Regions from separate parts of the Mus musculus genome. Here regions 1, 2, 3, 4 and 5 are each linked to region 6. A link is a contact called in public HiChIP or PLAC-seq data. All regions are on one chromosome and are shown on one strand. Each heading gives the region's core, a stretch centred on a gene start, on an enhancer-like site or on the middle of the called end of the contact. The rest is flanking DNA. Distances are from core to core; before and after follow the strand shown.

Region 1 (4,463 bases), core at 1,452-3,951, 310 kb before region 6:
CTTCTTATTTAAGGTTTCCTTTCCACCAATTCAGCTATTGGAAGTCAACTGTACTCTTCAAGTATTAAATGGAGGCCTTCAGGAGGAAACATTTAAATGTTGAATTTCCTAACTTTTCTGAGGGATGATATCATGGGTGTTGCTGTGTCTGCCACGGACGGACATGCACCATTCTTCTGTGCAGTGGATCCACACCGTATATGCGACCTCCCTGTTCCTCAGCTGGCATGCCATCAGATTGGCAACCACTGTGCTTGTGGTCAGTTGACCTTATTTTATGTGATGATGGCCCTAGGGCACAAGTGAAAGTCTCTAAGGTGCTTTTTAAAATTGAAAATGTTCGAGTTCTTCTCTTCAGGAAGGGCAGTTGTATGCCAGGGATGCTAAGGTCTGCCATCAAAATGACCCTTCTGTCCACTAACTGCTGAGATAGAAATAAATCATTGTTATTTCTGCCGCGATACTGCAGAGGCAGAGTAGTCAACATACTCCTGAGCGTACGGTGCTGCTTAGACAAGATGGAAACACATCCTCTGTGTGCATACACACAGGAAAACGTTAGCACCTTATTGTTCAGTGCCACTCATGGCTAGACGCTGGTGGCCATTTAGAACTTGGCCATTTCACATTCGAGGTAAAGATTTGAGAGTAAAACTCATGGGTTTACAACGAAATGAAAGCGAAATCTCTTTTTTTTTTTTCAAGCCACATAGATCACTTTTATCCAGTTAAAGCTAATGAGGGCATTATAGTTAATTGTCCTGGAAAGTCTTCCTGCACTGCTGTTCTGTTCTTACCCTCCCTGTCCTTTCTCCTCCCCACCCCCACCCAGCTCTATACATCACCTGTCTTCCTAGTTTCCCAGACTAGGTATTCTGCTGAATTTATCTCCCTATGTATGTATGTATGTATGTATGTATGTATGTATGTATGTATTTATTTATTTTTGCAGCAGTCTTCAAGAACAGGGAAAAGCAAGACTCTTAAACAAATTTAGCCCTGTTATTCTTTTGCTTGTATTTAACATTTAACAAAATATAAATGTTAAAGGTATGGTTGCATTTTCCTAGACAATGGATAGCTGGTGGGAATTCCATGCTTAGAGAAGAGGAGAGAGAGAGGGCAAGAGAGAGAGAATAAGACAAAGAGTGAACTAAGTATCCTTGTCCTTGGTTTGCAATAGTTTCCCGTGAGTATCCAAATGATGCTAAATAAGAGTATGAGTTTCTTCATTTTTTGATTTCATTTAATATGTATCCACTGTATGATTTATTACAAAGGAGTGGAGGAATTAATGAACAAGATTCACATTGAATTTTTCTTCTTATGGATTTAATTGCTAGCTCATAAGGCAGACAGTAGGTAAATATTCAAAATTAGTATGAGACATTGCCCCATGAATGAGGATATTCGTGAAGGTAACTGAAGGAGTTATACTCTGACATGTCCATAGGTAAACTATAACAGTCTCAGTGAGTACTATGAAGAAAAAAACAACTCAATATATGGATGTGTTCAGACAATAGCAAAGATCATAGTATCTTTATTTAATGGTTTTTCTTATTAGCACATGCCCACTTGTAAGACAGCTACTATACAAACTGAGGCAGGAGGAATGTGTCTGTGTGCTTTGTGTGTGCACCTTGGTATTTCTAAGGATATATCCTTTCTGTAAATGAGTGCACTTGTGGCACATACATGAGATATGCTCATCTCCTTGAGACTTTCTAGTGCTGCTCTGGGAACAAACAGTGAGCCCTCACTGTCGCGGCGTTAACCTTGCCAATCACAGACTTCCTGTAAGTGCACTGCAGTTACTTGGAACCTTTTATGGCTTGGCGTTGGCGTTCTTTTGCTAGATTACATTTATGCATTAGTACCATCTGTGCCTGCTGCACCTTCTGTGAGTTAGCCCTGTCCAAATGACTGGCATTTATCTGGAAACAGAGGGGAGAGAAAGAGAGAGAGAGAGAGAGAGAGAGAGAGAGAGAGAGAGAGAGAGAGAGAGAGAGAGAGAGAGAGAGAGAGAGAGACTGTCAGCATAAGCGAAATTTGGTGAGGGAGACATATAGAGCCATCTCTATTGATTCATTGTCTCTTGGAAAATCAAATATAATAATTATTTTTTTAGCCTCTGAAATGCAAAAGAAGTTACAACCAGTATTTAAATAAGGGAATACAACAAAGCACACATTTTGCTAGGTTTTCAAGTCGAGAGAAGTTATATGCAGTTTGAATACGAGGGTGCTTCTCATGTGATAGTGAATATACATAATACGGGTTTTGGTGTGGCTGAGCAGATATGGTAGATACTCGAACTGAGTTCTATTTTGATCAATGTGTTGAAGTGTAGACTTAATTTCACAATTTTATTTAGGAAACGATAGCTCTATATTCGACATATAAATCAGATTGCTGAATTATTCCATAGACTCTCTCCAAGACATTATTATTTTAAGCCATATGGTATTGCCACAGTTCTCATACCTCCAACACACCCTAAGCTGTGAGTGGAAATAGATGAATCGTTTTTCTCATCAGTAAAAATAGATGCCGAAAAGTTTCAGCTCATTTACGCCGTTTATTTTTAAATTGTGCCTATTTTCGGATGCTTGATCATCTGGTTTCCATTCTTGGGGCAGTTCAGAGGTGGTGAACTAGGGTCAGAGGGGGCCCCTAGGGGAAGATAAAACACAGTGAAGAGAGGTGGCAGCCTCAGAAAGAGGAGGGAAGGAGCAGACAGAGAGGGGACTCAGAAAAGCACTATAGAAACAGCTCCCTGAGGACACTCCTGAGCCCTAGAGAACAGGAACCATTGGTTCTAGCAGTTACAGCCACTTGAGCACAAGGACCGTTCACACAGCTCAATCTAGGAAGATTAACATGCGAATATGTTCTTCAGAAGACTCAACACCAAATGGAGATCATATAAAATCTTAGGGCGTAATGAGCATAACTATTCCACGTGCTACCCTGTGTTACACTATAGGCTCAAAGAGAAATTCAGACTGAGTCTCACCACAGAGCACTGCCTGGCCGAGAACTCACATATAGACAAGGTTAGACTCAAACATGTATCAATCCCCCTGCAGCTGTCTCTCCCAATGCTGAGATGACAGAAATGTATCACACTGCCCACCCTCAAATTTTACTCTCAAATGACGCTTGCCACTGGCAGTTCCAATTTACTATTCTCTGGATATTCAGCATCGTTGGCGTGGAAAAAATCTTGATGGCAGTTCCTCTGTTAGCTTAAGGAGAAGAGGCCCCATAGAATCGCTCGAAGATCCTGGCCCATCATGGTGTTGATGGGAAGTTGGTGGTTGCAGCTACATCATAAACAGCTAAGCACAGCAGTACTCATTCAATCACAAGTGCTGGGCTCTTCACTGATTGTTTTTCCTGATGGCCTAGTCTATGAGCCTGGTTGTGTTCATCTTCATTTGCCAGATGGTTGGCAACAGCAAAAGCCCTCGAATCTTCTACTCACTGACTGGGGGCAGGCGTAGGATGGGCAGGAAACCAGCCTTCCACCCCCTCCTCTCTCAACTGTTAGGGTAAGTGCTTTAGTTTCAATCATGGATTTTGTAGCTATTATGCAGAATAAATAGTTTTCCAACTCCATTAAGCATCCTATTTAAATCAAGTCAGTAATATTTCTACCATATTATTCTTAGTAGACTTGTAAACTGGTATGCATTTTCTTGAATATTTGCATTGTGAAAACACATATTAAACATTAGTATGTACATGCCATCAACAGTTTTGTTACATGATAGGGAATCAACTGCATGATAAATAAAACAAACATGGTCATATTTATAAATAATCATATAATAATTTGTAATTGAAGGTCATCATATTTTAAAAAGTTAATTGGGGAGTTAATTTTTTAAAAAAGTTTTATTTTTTTACAGCCAAAGTCTCAGTAACTTTAGAGAAATTAATTCTTTTGATTCAATTTTTTATTATATTCATAACAATATGTTTTGCTTTGATAATTTGAAAAAATATATTTTTTCATTGCACTGTCTTATGCTTTCTCCCCTGTTGAACCCTTTCTTCACCTGTATATCTTAAATTCATTTCATCGCTGAATTCTATAATCACATTTCAGTTACTTAAAAATGATATATATATATGTATATTTAATAACAATATTTTATTTTGTTAAATTGTACATTACACAAAAGTTATTATGCTACTCATTTTAAAATGTACCATTTGGTAGCATCAAATCCATTCATATTTTACAGCCATGACTTTTATACATTCCCAGAAGTTTTATCATTAGCACAACCAAAATTTCATACCTGCCAAAGAACAGTCCTTCACCTTCTGCACGGCCCCAGTAGCCACTGTGTCATCTCTCCTTGTGTGTGTAGCAGTTTTAGGTTTACCCATGTGTGGCATCCCTCTTCTATGATTGGTTATTTCAGTGGTATGACTTGTTCTAAGTGCAA
Region 2 (4,438 bases), core at 185-2,684, 360 kb before region 6:
GACAGACAGTGGAGAAACATAAGTGTAGGTCTTGCCTGCGTCAGATGTGACCAGAAGGCAGTGAGAGGAAGGACTTATCAGACTGAAGTTTCACTGAGACACAGGCATTGTTTTCTTATCAACCTGCATTTTATATCTACCTCACCCTCCAAGTACATAAAGTAATTGCTGTTGTATCACCATAAAACCTGGGGAAACTTTGCCTGGAAGAAATTGGACTTGAAACAACGTAATTGTTGCCTAAGCACAAAAGTCCCTAAGGGACCATTTGTTTAATCCTCAAAAGTTGTGGCTCTCACGTTCTTTTAAGACATATTTAAATCAGTCTGCAGCATGTTGGAAGATGCGGCATGTCTTGTTAACCATCTTCGCATGACATAACATGCTATAAGTGAGATACAAAAAACTTTACAATTAGAAAAATACATTCATAACATTTAAAAGAGTGCAACAGAATCTCGGTCTGATATTGTCTGGCCATTTTCACCCAGTGTGGGCTTCTTACAAAGGATAAAGAGCTTGTGGGTTTTGATCTTAAACTTCACTTTTGATTCTTTATTTTCTTCCTCTACAGACCAATGGGATTGCAGCCATCGTAGCTATTTTGGTGTTGTTGCTGCTCTTGGGTGCTGCCTTGATGTGGTGGTTTTGGCCCCTTTGCTGCAAAGTGGTAAGAAGAATTTTCAACTCTTATTAATTTTTTTTCAAAGCACTACGATACAAAGTAAGGCCTGGTATATGAATCAATGTCACATGGTCCCGCAAATTAATTAGGGAATGGATTAATCCAGCAATTACAACAGCAACGTTTTAATTGGCAACTTGAATCTCCATTATTTTATAACTATAGTAAATCTTAGAAAATACTTGCTAATACTTGTAGCATAAAGCCCACCTCAAAGACAATTTGGAGCTCAGGTTGGTGGACAGAAGTGTCAGGAGATTGGAGGTAGATGGGATGAAAGTCATTTCCACTCAAGCTCAAGGATAGTTCTGATAAATGGATGCTGCTTTCCACCACCATCAGGAGAACCACAGGTTCTGTGGCTGTTTTAAAGGCTCATATCTTTGAAGGTCTACTACACACGATGTTCTTATATCTTACAACTGTAACGTGTTTTAGAGGTAAGTCCAATGCCAACTTAGGCTATCAGTTAAACAGGTCCTTTTAGAGACAGACAAACAGCTTATGCCATTTTAACGTTTACAGAAAGCACATGCAAAAGTCTGGACTGTGGAACTCCCTCTGTTTTCCTAATAGGTCACTACCCATATGACTTACAAAAGAACCTCGCATCTTTATCTAGTGGTTAATCCACTACAGTGCTTACATAGGGCTTGCTGGGCTGATGGGCTTCCCTGGGGACCCATGCCTCTCCAAAGCTCTGGGGCAGAGTCTGTTTTCCTTATCACTTCCTGTTTAAAGAGGAAGCCTCATTCCTTGCCTTGTGATGTCTTTCATCACGCCAGAGTCAGTCCCTCTGTGTCATATCCCCCTGACTTACAGATCTCTCCAACTGAATCCAAGTGGGAAGGCTACCCAATGTTAAAGACCTGTAGATCCCAGATGGGCCCATTATCTCAGGGCTGTTAATCATCACAACCCCTTAACCATGTAAGGTACTTTATTCACAGTACCAGGGATTAGGTTACAGGCATCCCTACAGAGGTATTATTCAGCCTTCTACATAATAGTGCATAACACACACACACACACACACACACACACACACATTTATGTATGTATTTTTACTTAATCCCTTTTATCTAGATTTTATCATAGAAAAGATTATCCCAGGAAAATCTGTCAGTGTGTTCCGTGTATTTCTTGTTTTGAGAGTGTTACTTACGTGAGCACACTTTCATTATCTCATCACACAAAAGACTGACTGTTTTTCTCCTTTCCCTTTGCTAAGTGATTTCAACTTCTCACAGTATCAGGCAATGGTTTATATTCTGGCTATGTTTCTTACCACCTGTACTGCAGTCTGCTTTCCTGAGGCAGCCTTAGGATCCCTTACCTCAAGGTAGCTGGCCCACAGAGGAGGCAAGGCATTAACTCAGACATCAGGAGGGACGAGACGCTTCCTGTCTCTTTGCTGAACTCATCAAGTTGCTGCCACAGCAGTTTATGCTCAAAAAGTTTCCCCCATATAATCTTGATTACCTTAGACACGGCTATTTTGGGGTGGATGGCATTCTTGAGTCTCAAATTAAAAAGCAAAAAGGTGCCCTAATGTGATTTGTGCTCCTTGCATTTTTAATTTAAATTTCACGGTGGCAGATTCCTCCCTTCATTAGGTAGTAATTTCATTTACTATTGGTCACAGGGTGCAAAAGTGTCCAAGTGTGTCACTGTTCCCTTAAAGATACATAAAAAAAAAAAAACTGATATGGACCATTTTCAGGAAGTTGTTATTATTCTGAAATGTAGCTTTAGAACATAAATTTGGATATTATAAAGGAAATTCTAGCATCAGCTTGTGAAACAGGTCCGTTCTAACCTGAGACCCTGCAGATAATAAACCAGGAACCTGTGTTATGCAAGGCATTGAGAAGTCCCTTCAGGCACATTATAGGATTTCGGGAGGAGTTCCTAGCTGCAGAAATAGCATGGCGTCCCATCAGTACTGAAATGTGTTGGCCAGATCAGCCACTTTTGCTTTGCACTTGGAAACAGAATGAAAAGCAGCAGGCCCTGAGTGTGAACTTGTAGTCCCACCTGGGTGGGATGTGAACTGTAGCAAATGTGCTCTAATGAGGCTTAAAAGCTGGGGTACGGGGCAGGCAAGATCCTTCCTTCAGCCTTTGATGACCATGTGTTGACCATGTAGAAGGTGGCAACTACTGTGCTAGGAGCTGGAGACTCATATATGCCTTCAATATGATATGAAACTTCATATTTTAATATGGAAGCAAGAAATGTGGGCTAGACATGTAAATGAAGGACCGTAAGTACCCAATAGCAACATGTGAAGGGCAACAATGTCAGAGGCACCTGACTGTGTCTATGATCACAAATATGTTTTGAAGAAGAAAGAAAATATGCAGTTAATAAAGAGCATTTCAGGGGTGTGTGTGTGAGTGTGTGTGAGTGTGTTTGTGAGTGTGTGTGTGTGTGTGTGTGTGTGTGTGTGTGCGCATGCCTGTGTGTGTGCCTGCATGTGTGTGTGTGTGCCTGTGTGTTACTACATGTGTGTGTAAGTGTGTGTGTGTGTGAGTATGTGTGTGCATGCCTGCGTGTGTGCCTGCATGTGTGTGTGTGTATGTGAGTGTGTGTGTATGTATGTGCATGCCTTCGTGTGTGCCTGCGTGTGTGTTTGTGTGTGTGTTGTGGTATGCTTTGAAAAGTGCTAAGCTGAGACCTACGGTAGAAGACAGTTTGGATTTTAATTAGACCCTCATTCAAAAGGGCGTCCTGTGTCTTTTAGAAGTTTGCACTCACTCGAGAGACTTGAGGTGCTTTGAGGACAGAATGATTTAGGCTTTTGCAATAGAGACGTTGTCTTGAATGGTTTAGTTGGGCTCTGTACGTAACCACAACCCTTGTGAGTAAAACCAGAAAGAGGGAAGACAGTGCAACGGAGACAGATTGTACTGAGGCAGACATCAAGCCAAGGAACACTGACATGAGCAGAAGCTGGGAGAGCAAGGGGCAGTCTCCCCTGCAGCCTGCAGAAGGAAGCCACTAGCCAACAGCCAACTTTTAACTCCATTACACTCAATTCAAACTCTTGACTCCAGGAGTGAATGGACACAAATCTTTAGTGTTTTAAACCACATGTGTTTTGATGACTCTTGGTTGCAGCAATAAGAAAAAATTGTATCTTTAGACTGATTCTGATATTCCCAAGTTGGAAATGACTCGTTGGGGCTATAGATTTTGGAAAGCAGGAGGTATGGTGTAGGGATAAAGGCACTCGCCAACAAGCCTGATGAAATGAGTTCAATAGCTGGAAGAACCCAACATGTGGAAAGACATAGCTGGCTCCCCAAAGTTGTTCTCTGACTTCCATATTCCTATTATGGTACTAAATAAATGTAATAAAATAAAAATAGAATAAAGCATTTTTGGTTCATTATGGTTAACTGTCAAAGAGCATGTATAATGCTTTACGTACTGAATAGACTTCCTGTCTCAGAGTGAGATCAAAACAGTGTCAGGTTATAATTCGTAGAAATGTCTAAGGCATATGTATTACTAGCATCATCAGAAAGCAGGATCCATGGACAGGTTCTTCAGGATGACACTACCTGTAAGAAGTGACTAACAAATTTCATTGTGGTGCTGTGACTCTTCCAGAAAGCTAGAGATTGGTGTTTTGCCCGGCAGAGACTAGCAGGCATGGGACATTTAGATAAACACGGTATCTATGAAGCTAGCATATGGCCGTTAACTGTACGGCTTCATTCCAGGACACAAGGAACAAATGAGAAT
Region 3 (4,455 bases), core at 505-3,004, 380 kb before region 6:
GGTCCAGCACCTTCCCTCTGAACCACAAAAGTGCAAGAGTATGCTTCTGTACCACTGGGGACCCATCTGCCCGAGGAATCGCTGTTTCATCAAAACCATCTTGATTTTAAGCCTACACATTTTTTCAGGAGTATCCTAAATGTAGGAATCCAAGTCCCTTTTCACCAGGGCCACAAGCCTCCTGCTTTGGATAAGTTTTCTGACTTTGCTCCCTCTGTCCCTGCCAGGCATCCCTGTGAGCGCAGGGTGTTAGGTTGGGCATCTTCCACGAGCGATATCCTATCCATAGTCTTGTAACGCCCCTGTTTTCTTGTTTTCTTTCCCTGAAAGATCTCCATTTTGACATCTTGAGCTTCTCATTGGTCACTTCTTGTACAGAATATTTATTTTTTTTAAAAAATGAACTATTGTGCTTTAATGTAATTACAGTTTAAAGTATTGCATGTAAACTACATTCCAGCATTAAAGTATTCAGTGTCTAGTTATTGCCATCTTAATATAGAATATGGTAAATTCTAGATGAGGAAAACAAATTTACAAGTCATTTTTATTTCTAAATCTGTATTAACTCTCTCGTCAGTCTTGTCTACCCGCCTCTTCTCTGACTATTTTTTCATTTGGAAGTGATTTTGATAAACTTTGTTTTAAATTATATCATCTTGCATTTGTAAAATTCATAATTCATAGAAGGGCTAGGTGCTTTTTCTTAAAAAACTGTCTTGACTTATCTGTGTCCCGATGTGATTATTGGTTTGATGACTAGAGAGACCTTTTAAATGTTATTTCTAGTTTATTTTTTCAACCTAAACAGTTATTGGTTACATTGTACGTACAGAACAGGCTGTTCATCATGGTGTGGTCCTGCTCTGTAATCTGATTGATTTTTTTTTCAAAAAGTATCTTCTCATGGATGAAGCAAGTTCCGTTCTCAACACACGGCTCGAGTTCTGGAGAAGGGAGGCCATGTTTAGCAAATTCAACTGGCTTATGTCACACACTGGTGCCAACTTTATGACTCCCTATTTTTTTTTTTAAAAGAAAACTTTCCCTTATTAGCCTAAGCTATATCAATCAGGCCCTTTTTTATTAGTTGGAATATTTTCGGTTTAGTCTTAACCCACACAAGTTTTCTCCTTTAGAGTCTGTTACACAAATTCTGTAAAAATATTTAAAGGTGTTATTGACCAGAGATTCCATTCCTCCAGGGAGAGTATGTTGGATTTTACCATTGGTCCCCAGTGTTGTTATCCAAGAATTTTGGTGGCTTTTTTTTTTTTTTCCAAATCTCAAATCTTATGCGGTTTGTAGTGAAGACTCAATCATACATGAAAATTTGTATTCATTTGGAAAAAAACTTTCAAAGGTTCAAACGATGTCTCTTATTCAGAGGCGCGTTCAGCATGGATAGGTCCGTGATTTCACAGGTGGTTTAAGACACTGAGTGTCTGTATTTCCTCTGTAATTCAACAGCACAGGAAAGGTTTGCAATTATTTATTTATTTATTTATTTATTTTGCTGCGGGATTTCCGTCCTGTCTGGTTACAAGCAGGGGCTGTGACCACCTCTGCACTTCATCTGTCTTCGAGTTCCATCAGGAGCGGAACGCTGATCACAGACCATCTGGACTTTGTCTGACTTTGATAATGCAGTGCAGAGGAGCTCTAAAAATAGAGGCAGAACTCCGGTGACCATCAGGCGCAGCTTGCTTCATTGTTCTTCACTCGTAGCCCTGTGCCTCGTGCGGTGGTTTCTGCGTCTCAGAGCGCTTTAAGTGGAGCGGTTCTGAGTCAGTGCGTTGTACATGCTTGAGTGCAGACTGTGTTTGAGAATAATTGTTTGGTTTTCACAAGGGATCTGCGTTCTGCAAGTGTGATGTTTGATACATGCAAGGGAGTTGTGTCCCTTGGGAGCTAAGCCTTGGGAAATGGACTAGGAACACGTTGTCAAATAAAGAAGCTGTTATGGGTTGGCAATCTTTGAACTTCAAAACAGAAAACATAACGAACAGCAGGATTGAGCAGGCAGTTTGATTTGCTGTCTTGTTGTTTTGGCTGGACTGGGAAGGATAGCATTGGTTTTGATATGAGGAGATTTTAGTTATCTGTTCAGATTTTGAGGCAGTGCTCAGTTTTCCCATGATCATCTGGGTTTACTCTGATAAAATAGGGGATTTACCATGTACAGTGTTAGACCCTGCGACAACACAAGTGCTTACACAGAGTTTTGTAGCTCAATGGGTAGTGGTGAATTGACTTGTCTCTGACATCTTTAGATATAGGGAGTGGACCTCGACTTTGTTAATAACCATGGGACTCACATGCTACAATTAGTCTTATAGCTTATTATTTTTTTTATCCTTTTCAGATATTAGCTCAATCATGTACTGAAATCCTGGAATTGAGTCCTTCAAGTGTCTGTGTAGGGGGTAAGTGTTTAGAGTTTAAAAATACCATGTAAGAAATTATTTTTCTTTTTCCCCTAGCTGAAAGATATGATTTGAAACTCATGTTGGAAGGAGAATAGCAAAATTAACTTTTTTGGCATCTTTTTTTTGGTGTAAGAATTTTTAAATAATTCCTTGAAATATTTCTATTTTAAATTCAAATTTTTAAGATTCAAATGTTATTTTAAATAATGAGCATATTGTGTGACAGGCTTTTAGAATGTTCTGTATATTCAGTTCATGTTTGAGACCTTTTCTATGGCAAATAAAATAAAATATAGAAGCCTTTATCTGATTGGGTGGTATTTGGGACTGCAGAGCTCTATGCTCTAATGACCTGGCCATGTTATCCTGTCTGCAAGCTCCAGGCTCATAGGGAAATGACTTAGGGGCAGAGTGCAGGAAGGAAGCAGGCGACTTCATCAGCTGCTTCTCAAAGCAGGTTCAGGTTCTCACCTCCCAGACATCCTTGCCCAGGCAGTCTGCTTCTCCCCAGCCGACTTTCCTCTTCAAGTTGACCTAGAGTTCTTTTTAGCACAACTTTTTTTAGAAAAGGAGAAAAGAAGTCCCATCCTGAATAAGGAGAAGGGGAATTTATCATATGTAAATTATCACAGAACATCGTGGTTACCGGATGGATGTGCTGTCTAGCCCTGCATCCCTTAGCTCCCTAATACATGATCATCGAGACAGGGAGCAGGAAACATGCACGGGGACATTCCAGAGCAGTGGGGTCTTTTCTAAGGATGGAGAGCATTAGTTTTCTAGGAAAAACATAGGCAAGTAGGTGGAAACTACATTAAGATAATAGCTTGTCTTTATTACATCCCTTCTTGAGCCTTCCAAGCCATGTTCCTTGAATCTACAGTTTTACTTAGTCACTTTAACATTGCTCTTCAGGAGTTGTATAATCCAAGTTTGCAGATGGAGAAAGTGAGGCAGAGGCAGGTTTGGAGATTCAGTATATGTGAGTCATTGTCCTTTAGATCCTTGTCCATCTGACAACAGTGTCTATGCTCTTACTGAATTACATGTTAGGTATGCCTGCACATTGTTAGAACATATGAGTACTTCTCTTTTGATGACGCAGTGAATGGAGAGTGGCCGGTAGGCTTTGCTTTGGTAGCTGGTGACAGTGTGTCAGGCTTGGTGGTAGGAGGGAGAAGTCCAGAAAGATAGAGGGTGTTAGGGTGAATTAACCTGAAGGAACTCTGAGTATAAAGGTCCATTTCGGCATCACAAGTGATTTTGCCTGGTTTGTAAACTTCAACAAAATCTGAGCTATATATTTAATACACGTTGAAAAATAAGAACAAAACCCCAAAACCCCAGATCTTCAGTTCAACCAACATATTTATACTATTAAACTAGGAACTTTCCCACAAGATAGATCTATGATGTGAATGTGTGTGAGTGTACACATATGTGTGTACACTTGCATTTTTCCTATGTTATTTCTAGAAGAGCCTTGCTGATTTTTTTTTGGTGGGGCTCCCAAACTCCCTTTGCTGCCCAATTCCTAAATTGTAATTTACTCAGATCAACTCTGTAACATTTCTCTTACTTCAGTTTGCCTTTGGGACAAGAGGCCATCACCATTGGGATTGCTAACATATTCGATTGTAGTCACACAGCACGTCTTCTCTACCCATTGAGAGATTGGGTCTGCCAACTTTTCTTCTAGCATATTCTTTCATATTCATTCCTTTTCTAAAATTCAGTGTCTTTAGACATTGTAGATAGGGAGACAGTAAAGCAGATTCCTCTAGTCCCTGTCACGGCTGCCAGTAATCCAAACAGCAGAACGTCTGTTGTACTGTAAGACAAAACAGGTTGACAAGTTGTTTGTTTTATTTACTTCCTGAACTTAGTGACTGAGAGAGAAAAGAGAAAGAGCACATTCTTTCTTGAAAAGCCTATAAGAATAGAATTGGGGGAACAGAAATAAGCCAGGTAATTATTGCTATATTTTAATTCTAATACCTGGGTTACTACTGGAAAACACTCTAAT
Region 4 (4,589 bases), core at 1,193-3,692, 490 kb after region 6:
CATCAATGGGAGGAGAGCCCTAGGTCCTGTAGGGGAATGCCAGGACCAAGAATGGGAGTGGGTGGGTTGGGGATCAGGGCGAGGAGGGAGGGGCTTTTTGGAGGGGAAACTAGGATGGGGAATAACATTTGAAATGTAAATAAAGAAAATATCTAACAAAAAAAGAGTAAAACTTAGTTGTTAAAAAGGAGGGCGGGGGGCGCTTGTCATGATGACCAAAATACTTGAGCCCACTTCCTTGTCCAAGCCCAAAATCTTACCTAAAGTCTACTTCTTTTGTTGCACCCTAAGATTAAAATTCCTGCCTTACCCCACTTCCCTATTACAACCTAAAGTTAGATTCTCGATGAAACTTACTTCCTTATTATGCCCTAAAGTCAGATTCCTGCCTGAAGGCCATTTCCTTGTCATGCCCAATGTCAGACTCCTGCCAAGTGGCACCCCAAAAGGCTCTCTACAAGCTGCTATGAACATAGCGGAGCATGTGTCCTTGTGGTATGGTGGAGCATCTTTTGGGTATATGCCCAGGAGTGGTATAGCTGGGTCTTGGGGTAGTACTATTTCCAATTTTCTGGGAAACAGCCAGATTGATTTCCAGAGTGGTTGTATAAGTTCGCAACCCCTGCACCACTCGAGGAGTCTTCCTGTTCTCCACATCCTCACCAGCATCTGCTGTCACCTGAGTTTTTTATTTTAGCCATTCTGACTGGTGTGAGGTGGAATCTCAGGGTCGTTTTGATTTGCATTTCCCCAATGACTAAGGATGTTGAACATTTCATTAAGTACTTCTCAGTCACTCAAAGATTCCTTTGTTGAGAATTCTCTGTTTAGTTCTGTACCTCATTTTTAAAAAAATGGGCTATTTGGGTTTTGTTGTTGTTGTTTGGTTGGTTGGTTGGTTTTTTTGTTTTGTTTGGTTTTGGTTTGGTTTTTTTGGAGTCTAACTTCTTGAATTCTTTGTATATTTATATATTTTGGATATTAGCCCACTGTCTGATGAAGAGTTAGTGAAGATCTTTGCCCAGTCTGCCATTTTGTCCCATTGACAATGTCCTTTGCCTTACCAAAAAAAAAAGTTTTGTCCCACATTGCTGGACTTTTTTATCTGTTGATCTTTTGCTTGTATTATGGTTTCTGATTTTGTGTTTTTTATAGAGTTGTCTGTATTTGTGTGCTTCTATGTGTACATATCTCTGTACATTTGTGTTTATTGTGCTTTTCCTTTGTTTTATTTGTTTCATAGTTTTATTTTTAAACTACCTGTCTGTTTTCTAGAGAGAGGAAAAGGGCATGGAATTTCAATGGCGAGAAGGTAGGAGTGATTTGGAAGAAGATGGGGGAAAGAAAGCAGTGATCAGGATATATTATATGGAAAAACATTAAGTTTTATAAAGTATCATTGTATTCTATAAAAGAAAGAAATCTGAGTTAGACAGTTTGAACTAAAACAAAACGATTGGTGATATCCAGAATGAGTCTCTTTCCCGACTGATAAACTGTCCAACAATAAAATATTTATGGTCTTTTAATATATATATTTACATTTTCATGGTCTTCCCCTGAACTCAAAGATAATTACCAGATGACTCTCACTCAGTAGTGACTCACCTTGAAGACATGATCACATTTCTTACCTCTTATAAACGTACTTTAAAGATAAGTTTCAAGTTTAACCTTGCCATCATAAAATAATTCCTCAGTTCACACAGCTGTATCAGTGTATATAGGTAGATATTTATATGAATTACTATGATATGTGTCTTGTCCTAAATACGACCTTAACTTGTTAATAAATATAATATATAAAAAATCCTAATGTACCTAGTAGTCAAAAACAAACAAAACAAAACAAAAACAAAAAATCCACACCAAGGTCCCTTCTGTGTGTATCTCATCAACAATACACCATCCAGCTGTAAGTTAGCTTGAATTATTTACCTTTCTGTTACTCTCTTCTTGTTATTCAAAATACAGTAAATATCACTTCTAATGGAAAACAGAAAAAAAAGAATCACTTGGATTTGGTCGTACTTGGATTTGGATTTTTCACCTGAAGCTGAAGGGAGATGGGCGGACCTGATTGGAGTTAGGGGTGGGCCAGATAGGGGCGGGGCTAGGGGCGGGCAGAGCAGAAGGGCGGGGCTAGGGGCGGGCCGGATGGGGGCGGGACTAGGGGCGGCCCGGGTAGAAGGGCGGGACTAGCGGTGGACCGGCTAAGAGGGTTTGGCTAGGGGCGGGACACCCAGTAGGGCGGGGCCAGAGGTTGACTGGCTGGCGAAGGAGGAACTAGGGGGCTCTCCAGCCAGGTAAAGGACGGGGCGGCAGGCGGGTCCTGCTGGTAAAGCCCGAAGGAAGGGCGGGCCGCCAAGGCGAGGGGCGTGGAGAGGGCGGGGCTTTTCGGCGCGCTGACGTCAGACCAGGCTGCGACGCCGGCGGCCGTCCAGAGCTGAAGCGGCGGAGGTGTGTGTAGCGGAGCCGGGCCTGAGCAGACGCGGGCCGAAGCTCCTGGCTCAGCGGCGGCGGCTCCGGGGCGGGGGCGCCAGCGGCAAAGCCCCCTCCCCGGGGAGGCGGGGCCGGGCCGGCGCCTGGGAACCATGCATCAGAAGCTGCTGAAGAGTGCGCACTACATCGAGCTGGGCAGCTACCAATACTGGCCGGTCCTGGTACCCCGCGGCATCCGCCTCTACACCTATGAACAGATCCCGGTATCCCTCAAAGACAACCCCTACATCACCGACGGCTACCGGGCCTACCTTCCTTCCAGACTGTGTATCAAAAGGTACAGTGGCTGCTCCCTGCGGCGCATCCTCTCCTCTCACGCTTTTTGTCTGCTCTCCCCATCTTTCTCCGCTATTCTCTGTGCGCATCAATTCCTCACCTTTGGGCCCTTTATCTTTTTTCTGCTCTCTCTCCTCCGCGGGCCCTTGATCCACGAAATAACAATGATATTTACAGTGGTCATCGTTCCCTTCTCCATTGGCCCTTTGCTGTTTACAAAGCGCTTTTACATCCTTTTTTCCATTTGGTAATCACTGGGGATATGGGTTGGAATCTTCCCTACTGACAAAGGCCGAACCTTATTTGCTTTGTATACCTGAGCTGTGTTTCTAGGGCAGCTCTGTGGGGATTCAGAAGTGTTGGCCAGCTGAATGTCCATTCAATAGCAGACAGGTCCACATTGTTGTGCATATGTATGTGGGAAGCCCTGATTCATTCAATCATCTACCAAATGCGCATTGAGGCTCTGCTAGCTAATAGGCACTATACCAGTTGCAGAAGGCAGGCATGGTCCTCGTTCCCATGAAGCTGCTGAGGTCTAGCCTGAGTGGCAGACACTAAAGGGATAATTACACTATTACATAATAGTAATTGTGGAAAGTGCTGTGTAGGAGAAACCCTGTAGCAAAGAACTCTGAAAGGGGACAGCCAGACCAACAGAACACCTTAGAAGCCTCCAAACAACATGGGTTTGTTGATTTAGAGCTTTAAAATGAGAGTCTCAGAAGCTTCTGTTTAAAAAGAAAATTTTAAAAATGGCTTTGGTTTTCAGGGTAGTCTTCTGTCAGACCTCACTGTATGTACTAAAGTTTTTGCTCTATCAGAAGCATGGTGCAGCCCTCCAGGTCACTGGAGTGGCCATCTCTGCTTCCCACAGTGTGGGCTGTTGAATTGCCCAACTAGCAGCCACGTGTGCGTTTATTGATCTCTCCAGCACAGTCTTTCCCCATCCCATTTCTTTTTGTACTGCCTTGAAAGGATTTTTGTGGCCTTGTTTGAATGGATGACCAAGTGGATGTCACAATTTGAGTTTTAATTACTGCTTTATCTCCCCAGTGCTTCTGGTACATAATTAAGAAATCAGAGCTAGGCCCTGCTGTGGGGATGGAGGAGACAGGCCAGAAGTGGACTGCTGTGAATATTGTACCCACCCAGCAGTGCTCCTCTGCATTCTGATGTCTTGAGTCCAAATCTGAAGGAGTTGAAACCAGGACTTATAAAACGTTAGATCTTGAGTTGTTGAGTCAGATGCAAGTTCACAAACATGCCTCTTAACTGCTTCAGAAATTTGAGCAAGAGTTAACCTGTTGATTTTGAAGATAAACAAAATTTACGAGTGCCCAGCTTTTCTGACAGTACTACTTTGTCTTTTGTGGGGATAGTCTTCCTACAATGTTGATCTTATCCAAGTTGGACCTTTAGCCTCTCTTCTTCTAACTTTCAAGAGTCTCACAGACAGATTTTACACGTGAAGAGAGGTTTTATATGTCCATCCATTCTACCTGCCTCTGTTCCTGGGAAGGAACATGGATAGAGTATGTTTAGTTAATCAGGTTATACTGGGTTCCATCCAATGAGTGCTGAGGCAACAGGCAGAATGTAGCGCTGCTTGCCAAAACAGCCCTGTAATTAGATGCTTCTAGAGCATTCTGTTAGTTCCTCCCCCAATTGCAGAGAGCCTTTATGTTGATGGTAGGCATGATAAAGTCTGCGTCTCCAGATACACAATATTCTTTATTCTTGATTATGGAGACTTCACCATGTTTTGCCCTCATACAGATAAGGCCGTGAGACCCGAAGGGACTGCTGCA
Region 5 (4,707 bases), core at 1,497-3,996, 280 kb before region 6:
AATGTGTGTTGCACACACACACACACACACACACACACACACACACACACTCTAAATGCTTAGACTAATTGGAGCATCTGTTGTATAGTTAAAGGAAGCAGTAGGCTCATGAAGCTAGGAAGTGCTGTCTGTAGTCAGTGTAGCTATAGTGAAGTCTCATTATATTAGTGTTGTCTAGTCAATTTCTATGGAATATTCTGAGAACATTTTAATTTTAGTATATTTCTATATTTACTAGAATTTTATTCAGTCAATTGGGTAAAAGAATGAATAAATTTATTGAAAACCCATAATGTAACAGGCTTCTTGCTGTTTTGTAAAATATATTTTTTGTACTCCTGCCAAAAGAATATTATAATGTGAAAGAACAAGGTATAGAACATACATCTCTATATACATGTTCATATATAAGTTGCTTTCCTCATTTATCAGGATGGGAAGCAGGAAGGGATGTTCTGTGTGGACACCTAGTGAGCAGGTGGCTGGCTGGCTTGAGAGGCCAACACTTCAGTCATACCAAAAGTTCCTCCCAGTTCTGATGTTTGCATGAAAATGATGAAATCAGAGATTTTAGTGTTTATTTCAAATTTGTCATGAGTGCCTTCTTCCTTGTAAAGTTTGATAGTATTAGCTCTGCAAACTGCCAGTTTAGTTACAGAAAAGACATTGAACTCTAACATATAAGTTGACAATTAGTCATAATGGTGTAATTTCTTAGTCAATGTTTTACAGAAGAATTTGTTAGAGCAACAGGTACTATAGTCATATATGACCAAAACCTCTCTTAAGATAAGCAAAACATTAGAAAAGGTATTTAGAGTTTGTTCTGGTCTTCCAGTCTCACTGGGTGTCTTAAATTTTCATATACAGAGGCAAAAGAAAATCCCTATTCTGAAGTAGTTATGAAATCATTTATATATTATAGAAATTTAAAATGTATACTTCCCCCAGTCAACACTAGACAAAAGGAAAATCAAAACAAACGAAAAGCCCACTTGATTAACAACAACTATGCCTGTGTTATGTTGTCCATAGCACATAGTCAACGAGAACTCTTTTGTTGAGTGATTTAGTGTTTAGCATCTGGAGTTTATTCACAGAATGAGCCTTGCACAGACTTACCCTGGTCTTAATGTAGATGACTACTGGAAGAATCCTATACCCCCCAAATCCTAAATTTTATCTCCTAATCGTTAAAAAGTTATTTATATCTCTGATAAGTTATCTTTGCAAGATTGCAAATGTTAGTCATAAATAGAGCAAATTTTAGACATGACTAGAATGTATATTTAAATATGTTCAACCTAAGTAGAAGTATTAGAAACTATTTCCCAGAGGGCAGACCATTAACAATAAACACATCTCTTTCATGAAGGCAAAGGCGGGGGTGGGGGTGGGGGTTGATGGGAAACAATAGATGTGAATGGAAGGGCTGAGCACATTCAAAGCCACAGTTGATAAAGGAAGCTGTTGCATCCTGTGCTCAATTAGGGACAAATCTAAATCTCTTGGCAAGCTCATGGATTCCACCATCTGATTTGTAAAAGCAACTGGAGAAAAACTCAAAATGGGAAACAAAACTGACCAGTTCTAGCAGATGACGCCTATAAATGGAATTTTGACTTGAATTTCTGATGTGAAACCAGACAATGACGATGATGACACTCAAGTTCTCTTCAAGTTATTTTACTTTTAAAAACATCTTTTTAATTCTAAAAGTTTCTGCTAATTAAACAGAGCAATGACAGACCTTCGTTTTCTTTAAATACTTTGTTTGTGTGAGGCTGTCACACAGAAGGAAGGATTATATTTTAAACAATATGCTCAAGTGTAAAAATCTTCAACAAATTCTTAATGTTTTTTTATAGGAGAAATTTTGAGGAGTTTTGTAATGAGCATCTTGAGCCTTCTCTAAGGAGAAAGATATTTCAGGAAATTGGAAAGAATTGTAAATAATTTAAAGAAGCTACTGGGGACTGCACCATGACCTACAGCGTACCTTTGAGGAGATTCAGTCACATATATCACAACACTAAATGCAAACTTAGTGCAGCATCATGGTGGCTTAATAACTCAGTGTACTGCCACTGCCCAGGAACTACTAACCAGATGCATTTCTAACACTAAACCAATCCTTTCAAAAGTTCTTATCAAATGACAGAGAAAAGCTGATTCCTCGGGCTTCCCGGAGACATACAGTGCATGTCTCAAGTTCCTCAAACAGGCCTTATGAACAGGCTGGGGGTCAATTTTCTTTAAAAAATATTTCCCATAACTTCAAAAATCAGTGTGATATATCTCACCTCAAGGTTATAATCACATATGTTCATAATTTCTTGCTTTGAGAAACTTTTAATACCAACGAAATTGAAGAGAGATAGTTTATTTCCCTTTCCCATGGCTATGATGAAGCTCTACATATTTAGTGTTCCAAACGTAACACAAATTTATTTTCTCCCTGATTTCTTTTCTTTGCCTTCTTCAGCTTCTATTGCCGCCTACAATCTTTAGCTTCATCTGCCTCCAACGCACCGCACACCAACCTTCAACAGTCTTCACAGCAGCAGTTGCCTTTGGTCTCCGGCTGCCATATAAAGACCATTGCGACTGTCCTGTGTTTATTCCCATAATTCAGCAGGAACATTGCCTGAAGGTTCCCTTTCTCCATATAGAGTAACAATCATTAGTTCAAGGGAGGAAGACACGAATGTTGCAAGGGTCTTTATTTAGCTCACGCAAACCTGTGAGTTCCCTTTTTTAAATAGCTACTTTTTTTTTAACCTATCACCATAAGAGACCTACAAGCTAGGCTCAGCTCTCCGTGTTAAATCCACCCCTGTGGAAATTCATTATCTTGATACGCCATGACTGGAGCCGGGAGAGACCCTCCATTTGCTCCATTCTTTTGTGCTGCGTGTTTTGTACTGTACTTAAGACTTCACACAATGAACTGAGCTAAGGGTTACACTGCTGGAAGATGTTTGCCAGATGAAAGATCGCCCAGGAGATGGAAGCATGTGGTCAGAGTTTTGTTTCCTCCAAAGCATTTGTGCAGAAGGCCATACGTTAACTAAGTTATTCCTGGAAAGCTTTCTGCTGTCATTCTGAAAAACATTTAAGAAGGTATTTAAATATCACCAGAGACTATGGGCAAAAATACACTGATATTCTAATGCTAACATCAGTAATAGACATATGGACTTCAACAGAACTTCCTCCCACCTGTTAACTGTTTTTCACCCATAATTAAGAATGTTCTCATAAGAACTTGTTTTAAAATTGAAGCAAATCTCACATATATATTAAAGATTGGTAAGCAGCAATTATAAAGATAGTCATAGGTGTGATAAAGTATAAAATGATAAAGATGAGTTAAAGTCTAGGTAGATTGAATTGGTAGAAAAATTATTAATTTTGATCCAGGAGGTAGGAGACATTTTTGTATGTTTCAGATTCTATATCAGTACTTACACACTCTTTTTAAAAAGTACATTTACATATTTAACAATATTATGAACTACTTAGGACATAAACCTTTATATGCTTTGTGAACCTAAGACTTGGCCTGTATCTATAGAGTATCTGAGAGTTTTAAAAAATGTCTTTATGCATACATCATTCTCTCTTTTTTTTTTTTTTTTGGTCAAAAGGTATATTCTAAGTGCATACTAAGTGTAGCATGCTAATTTTGCTAGAACCTATGGAAATGTTAATTTGCATTTTTAAAACATGCTTAGAAGGTGGAAGGGCCTTCTGATGATACTCAGTTGAAAAAGTTATTCTGGCATGAATCCTGAGTGGTCAATTTAAAACATAAACCGGATCATGTACAATGAGATTTCATGCTCAGTGGGACCTGTTTTATGTGGCCAAGCATAGATAAACTCTGTTCCACGGTACCTCATTTTGCCACCACACAATTTCCAGTGTATATGAAGTCTTAGTGATGAATCATGAGGCCTGTAAACCATTCCATTTGTTGCAAAATATTACGTTTGCTTAACTTACAGGAAAGTTAAACCACATAAATTTAATATCCTCTGGGAGAGACAAGGCTGGTGTGCCTGCCAGGGCAAAGTGGTGCTTCTGGAGTGCACTGTGTTTAGGACACTTGAAGACTGTTGGTCTAACATCATTCAGAAGCAGTTACTATTGGATAGAAAAACAAATAGAACTCAAAACACTTAAGGGATAATTAATTCAGAATCTTAACTTTAATTTCTGAGGAATGTGGGGTGAAGTAGCTCTTCACAATGGAAAACCAAGAAAGATGACTATATTTGTTTTTACCTTGTGATAACACTATGTTCCAAGTTTATATTCTAGTCTGTATCCAATACTTCTCTTTCTGACCCACAGGGAGAAGAACAGTGGTATTTCAGGGAAACCAGGAAATGCCCTCTTAGAATGTCCCCAGCACTCAGGTCTTCATAGTGCCTACAGAATGATAGAAACAGTTTTGGGGCCAGAGTCCTGAGGGCATACAAAGTTGACTGGGCTTCATTCCAGAGATAAAAAGGACTATTTGAAAGATGAAAGGATTAGAAGTCAATGAGTTTCCTTTCATCATGAAGAGAAAGGAGCCCAAAGTTTCCCAAGAAGAACCCAGCCAATTCTGCACTGCTGCAGAACACAGGATGCGGAGCAATCTTGGCAGAAAATCTCAAGAGGAAAGGAAGTGTCTTGAGGTTAAGCTCTTGTCTGCTT
Region 6 (4,448 bases), core at 536-3,035:
GTCATTTCAATAATTCTTCTAAATTAGTTTAAGCCTTAAATGTCAGTTCATAAACTTATTAAACTGTTATGTGTATTTTTTCATATTGGTAGCAAGAGTTCTGACACTTGCATAGTAACTTTATGGAAGTTTAGTCAAAGAACAGTCCAAGCCCAAGAGCAGTCCAAGCCCACTAAATAAAGCTCTAAACTGCTACCTAGAAGTTCTTCAGGATGACACAGAGCAAGTTACAAACTCAGCAGTGACTGCAAGTATTTCTGGGGAATATGAAGAGTCGGTCAATCCAGCCATGGAAATTTTTACATCTTAGATTCAAGGAATATTTAGTACTAGGTTAATTGCCACTTACATTTCAAACTCTTCAGTGAATCTTAAGAAAGGAGATTTGTACAAATTGAAGATTTCACTTCCAAAGAATAATACACAGTGTCCCATTTGTTCTCTGAAAATGGAAACTCTGCTGTTGCAGCTCCTTCATGCATATGACATTGAACACTTTCATCTCAGTTGATCTATTGATGGCAAACAATGCTGCTTTACCACTGATATGTTGGTAGCTGAGCAATGGAATTATCTTCCCATTTTTACTTTGTCACTGTTTAAACAGTAGATATCAGAAGACCCCAAAATTAAGTGTAATCGAGCAAGACATTTTCCAAACCTTAGCATCTGGCAGTTTTTTGTGCCTGTTTATAGCTAAAAAAAAAAATAATAATAACAAACATGTCTTTACACATGTAATTTTATATGCCATGTCAGCAGGTAACATACTTCAAACAACCTGTGGCACACAGAGATGAAACAACTATTTTATCTTTGAAAATAGGAGAGTCAGCCAACATAGTGTTAAATACAATTATAAATAATCCTCGTTCGAATTTTAGCAATGCTTGAACACTCTGTTCCTGACTCCTCTTGCATTCTCAGCCAACTATTAGATTAATGTATGATTTGTGTAATTCCTCCAGATGAAGAAATTGAGCTGTAGACGTTTGGGACTGTGCCCGAGGTGACATAACAAGTGCGTGTTAAAAATAGGATCAAACTGGCTCTGTCTTGTCTGGTCTGCTTTCTGTTTGTGAGAGCATAGCATTTCTGTTTAGTCTTGTAAAGGGAGAGGCTGCAGAAATCCAGCGAATCCAGATTACTTTAAGTCAGACAGTGCCACACTCCAGTCTTTACAGGGTTCCCTAAATACTGACACACTTGAATTACAGATGACCAACTTCAGATAATGACCAAGTTGCTCATTACCATAGATGGAAAGAAATTATCAGCATTGGGTTTTCCATTTTCAGACCATTGGATGATTATCTATGCTGACACATAGAGTGGTCAATTTATTCCCAAGTGACATGGATTCCATGAGTGATTTAGTTTATTGACAAATCCTCACTTAAGTACTAAACCTGGAATCCTGAGACTATAGGGCACTTCTTATACTCTGTAGCCCTACCTGCATGAGTCTTAAGCAGTGACTGATTGTTCTTAAAATGTCCTTGGCACAGGACCACTTTGCATTTGTTATTAAACCATTGGCTGTTTTTTAATTTTAAGAAGTATTAGGTTTTTCAGTGAAATAATGCCCGGGAAGTGAAACCAACATAAAAAGATCTAAAATAATGTCTAAGAACATTCCAGAAGCAATCTTTGAGGATTTGCAATATAACCCTTCTAGACCAAATTGGTTGCCTGTTGAAAATGTACTCCTGTCATTCATAGACAGAGAAGGTGACTAAACGGTTAGTTACATGCTTGGCTGGGTAGTGCAGCCATGCTCTTTCCTGGGCAGGGTGTCCTTTTCCTGTGTTGTCTGTGATCTTGAACCAGAACTACATTTCCAGCCTGATGATCTCCTGAGACACTGTGACTTGTGCCCCATCAGCTTTTAGGTGGGGAGAGTCTTTCATTAAAAAAAAAAAAAAAGTATTGCAAGAACAATGGTTTATGCAGAGCAAATGTAAGCATGACAATTCAGTCCTGCGGTAGGACAAAACATGTCAGAAATGTACAAGGTGCCAGTTTGATTTTATTCAGCAGGCAACTCTATGCTCTGAAGGAAATGGTTTGCTGACCTACTGGTTACATATGAAGAGGAATAACAAGTTATAAATTAAAATAATGCTGTTCCTCTGGTTAGTGGGTAAGAACATAATAACACTGGAATAACATGGAACTTTTTGCCCAGACAGTTAAATTAACTCACTGGAAATGCAGCAGACTAGATGATTCTTTCCAAAAAGTAACATAATCATTTCTTTTTCAGGCTTGATTAAATTCCCTCTGCCTGTGCAGATTTTATTTCTGGTCCCAAATTATATGTATCCATTCCTGATCGTTGAACAAAGCATAGACCCTGAACGATTCGTCTCCAACATTCAGTAAACTCAAGCTACGGTAGCTCCAGGCACTGAGCATTCCATGTGAGGGGGCTGAGTTGAGCGCTCTGCTGTATAAGATGCTATTTGCATAGACATATGAATGTGCACACTTTGGACACATCCTCAACGGGATTTGTTTTTTATTGTGATAGGCAAACAACCCTAACTGAAGTAGGGCTTCCCTGTTAAAGTGCTCGGCCACCTTAACCCAAAGCAGGTATCAGAGAGCCTGACAAACCAAGTCACCCAAGACATATTTGCATTCTGAGCGTCAGCAAGGCTTAAATTGTATACAGAACAGGAATCTGCTGCTGACACCATGCTGAGGTGGCCAATTTTCTGGTCATAACAAGGACTAAGCCCTTCAGCCACATCAGAAGGACTGAGTGTCAGGGTTTTGCTGAGGGATCACAGGCAAGTGACAGGAATAAAAAAAGCCTACTGTGAACCTCGTGATAGTTGATGACTCTGAACTTCTTTAGTCGGAAAGCATCAGAAGCTATGTAGCAGGGCTTGTGCAAATCAGCTCTGCGCTGTGAACTGACTTGCAATGTATTTTTATTCACATACACAAGAAAAATGTGAAGTCAAACCAACAAGAAATAGATGTTCGGACCTAAAGACACTAAAGGCCAGAAGAAATGAGCTCCATTCAAACTCATTGTAGGTGAGTATTCAGAGGCAGACTGGCTGCTTCAGCTGTTCTGCCCTTACTAGGAAATAAAGCCAGTGAGTCCCTGAGGACACAGCACTCGAGAAGCACTAATTGACCTTTAGACTATGTGAGTAAGGTGGCACACAGTAGGCATGTCTTATGGTGATTGTAATGAACAGTGAACTGATCACCTTGGGTTTACCTGCTACATGTTTTCATATTTGTACTCCAAGCAAAGCTAAGGGTCCCCTTTAATTCAGGAACTTAAAAAGAAAGGGTGGACCACTGAGGAAGTAGGTGCTGGCATGGAAACAGCATAGGTGCTGGGGCCAAAAGGTGACCTGAGATAAAGCTACAGTGCTCCTGCACCCTAGCCAGCTATCTCACCATGCTTTCTACACATCAAGCTTTTTAGAAACACAGAGTTAGAGCTCAAGGCAGCATGGTAGACTCAGACACAAACTGAGGGTGAACATCTAAGAAAAACATGGTTTCAGGAACTCCTCTTTAAATCCTTATACAAATAGAATGGAATTCCATGTAAATTTCTAAGAAATATATTAATTTCTTATTAGAAACAGGAATGATTACTCCTCATGTTACATAATTTGCCATCGTGCTGGGGTGAGGAAGGGTAGTAACCCTATACTACAGTGAACCCGGCCACGCTGAAAGTGATCGAAAGCATGTCTGATTGTATTTCCCCCCTATTGGTTTAAGTCTTTTAAGCATGTCTGTAATTATTTTGTAAAGGCGCAAAGCTGAAATTTGATAAACAGAAAAGGAACTAAGCTACTAATTTACCCCTATGTAGCTCATTTGTGTATATTAAGCTAAACAGAATAACAACAACTACAACTATAAAAATAGAGCCCATCCAAACCTGTTCAAGGCAGCTCACATTGCTACCATTTTCAGTTAATGTTTTTCTATTTCAGAAATAAAAGTATACACGAAAAAATGCATCTACCAAAAAACAAGTTGGACAAACCAAGATAACCGTCGAATGTTATTTCTGTTTCACATTCATATTACAATCATGTAAACCTTTGTGATTTCTTTGAATTAAAGCAAAAATCACCTTTACAGTGAAAGGTGAGCGGAATTTACTTGCCCCTGTGCAAGTATATTACCAACACCGTCAATTCCTTGAAAAAGAACAACAAAGGAAAGAGAGAGAGAGAGAGAGAGAGAGAGAGAGAGAGAGAGAGAGAGAGAGGACGAACAATAAAAACAAAAATACTTCTCTTAGGATTTGAAAAAGACATGAGCAAAATGCCCTGCCTTAGGAAGAGATGCAAGCAGTGGACTAAAAGTAACCTTGATAAGTTCGCAACTCGTACAGTTTCTAATCAGTAGAGGGCTCCCTCGCCTCTACAAGACCTGAGGTGGAAAGCACCATCTAATGAGCA

Evidence for each region. HiChIP or PLAC-seq counts read pairs in DNA pulled down with a chosen protein or histone mark.
Region 1: a contact with region 6 is called in a RAD21 HiChIP or PLAC-seq map of pro-B cells, with 4 times the contacts expected there. The contact joins two enhancer-like sites. A contact is called at or near these places in 1 of 15 datasets of contacts at CTCF or cohesin (pro-B cells) and 1 of 484 Hi-C or Micro-C datasets (cerebellar granule neurons).
Region 2: a contact with region 6 is called in a RAD21 HiChIP or PLAC-seq map of pro-B cells, with 7 times the contacts expected there. The contact joins two enhancer-like sites. A contact is called at or near these places in 1 of 15 datasets of contacts at CTCF or cohesin (pro-B cells), 1 of 484 Hi-C or Micro-C datasets (embryonic fibroblasts) and 1 of 115 datasets of contacts at active chromatin or transcription factors (large pre-B cells).
Region 3: a RAD21 HiChIP or PLAC-seq map of pro-B cells shows a contact between it and region 6, with 7 times the contacts expected there. The contact joins two enhancer-like sites. A contact is called at or near these places in 1 of 15 datasets of contacts at CTCF or cohesin (pro-B cells) and 1 of 115 datasets of contacts at active chromatin or transcription factors (large pre-B cells).
Region 4: an H3K27ac HiChIP or PLAC-seq map of large pre-B cells shows a contact between it and region 6, with 7 times the contacts expected there. The contact joins the promoter of Paqr3 here to the enhancer-like site in region 6. A contact is called at or near these places in 5 of 39 promoter capture datasets (cranial neural crest, frontonasal cranial neural crest, hippocampal neurons and 2 more), 2 of 15 datasets of contacts at CTCF or cohesin (large pre-B cells and pro-B cells), 19 of 484 Hi-C or Micro-C datasets (brain, cerebellar granule neurons, cerebellum and 12 more) and 3 of 115 datasets of contacts at active chromatin or transcription factors (astrocytes and large pre-B cells).
Region 5: a RAD21 HiChIP or PLAC-seq map of pro-B cells shows a contact between it and region 6, with 8 times the contacts expected there. The contact joins two enhancer-like sites.

What each region holds. Positions count from the first base shown.
Region 1 is chr5:97,905,074-97,909,536 of GRCm38.p6, reverse strand. The region is part of intron 16 of Antxr2 (anthrax toxin receptor 2); the gene reads left to right. Among named protein-coding and RNA genes, the nearest start is that of Gm34097, 60 kb to the right of the region's middle. Within about 2 kb of position 2,701, at least 11 of the 459 cell types and tissues checked have an H3K27ac peak or open chromatin away from gene starts, as enhancers often do. A contact at or near this core is called in pro-B cells, where this site is marked.
Region 2 is chr5:97,956,842-97,961,279 of GRCm38.p6, reverse strand. It overlaps Antxr2 (anthrax toxin receptor 2), which reads left to right. Exons shown (of 17, transcript NM_133738.2): 12 at 575-670. Among named protein-coding and RNA genes, the nearest start is that of Gm34226, 57 kb to the left of the region's middle. Within about 2 kb of position 1,434, at least 21 of the 459 cell types and tissues checked have an H3K27ac peak or open chromatin away from gene starts, as enhancers often do. A contact at or near this core is called in pro-B cells, where this site is marked.
Region 3 is chr5:97,977,945-97,982,399 of GRCm38.p6, reverse strand. It overlaps Antxr2 (anthrax toxin receptor 2), which reads left to right. Exons shown (of 17, transcript NM_133738.2): 8 at 2,366-2,426. Among named protein-coding and RNA genes, the nearest start is that of Gm34226, 36 kb to the left of the region's middle. Within about 2 kb of position 1,754, at least 34 of the 459 cell types and tissues checked have an H3K27ac peak or open chromatin away from gene starts, as enhancers often do. A contact at or near this core is called in pro-B cells, where this site is marked.
Region 4 is chr5:97,109,449-97,114,037 of GRCm38.p6, reverse strand. It overlaps Paqr3 (progestin and adipoQ receptor family member III), which reads left to right and starts at 2,442. Exons shown (of 7, transcript NM_001359910.1): 1 at 2,442-2,779. The coding sequence starts at 2,595.
Region 5 is chr5:97,878,365-97,883,071 of GRCm38.p6, reverse strand. No RefSeq gene overlaps it. Among named protein-coding and RNA genes, the nearest start is that of Gm34097, 34 kb to the right of the region's middle. Within about 2 kb of position 2,746, at least 17 of the 459 cell types and tissues checked have an H3K27ac peak or open chromatin away from gene starts, as enhancers often do. A contact at or near this core is called in pro-B cells, where this site is marked.
Region 6 is chr5:97,598,933-97,603,380 of GRCm38.p6, reverse strand. No RefSeq gene overlaps it. Among named protein-coding and RNA genes, the nearest start is that of Gm34029, 35 kb to the left of the region's middle. Within about 2 kb of position 1,785, at least 18 of the 459 cell types and tissues checked have an H3K27ac peak or open chromatin away from gene starts, as enhancers often do. A contact at or near this core is called in cortical neurons, pro-B cells and uterus, where this site is marked.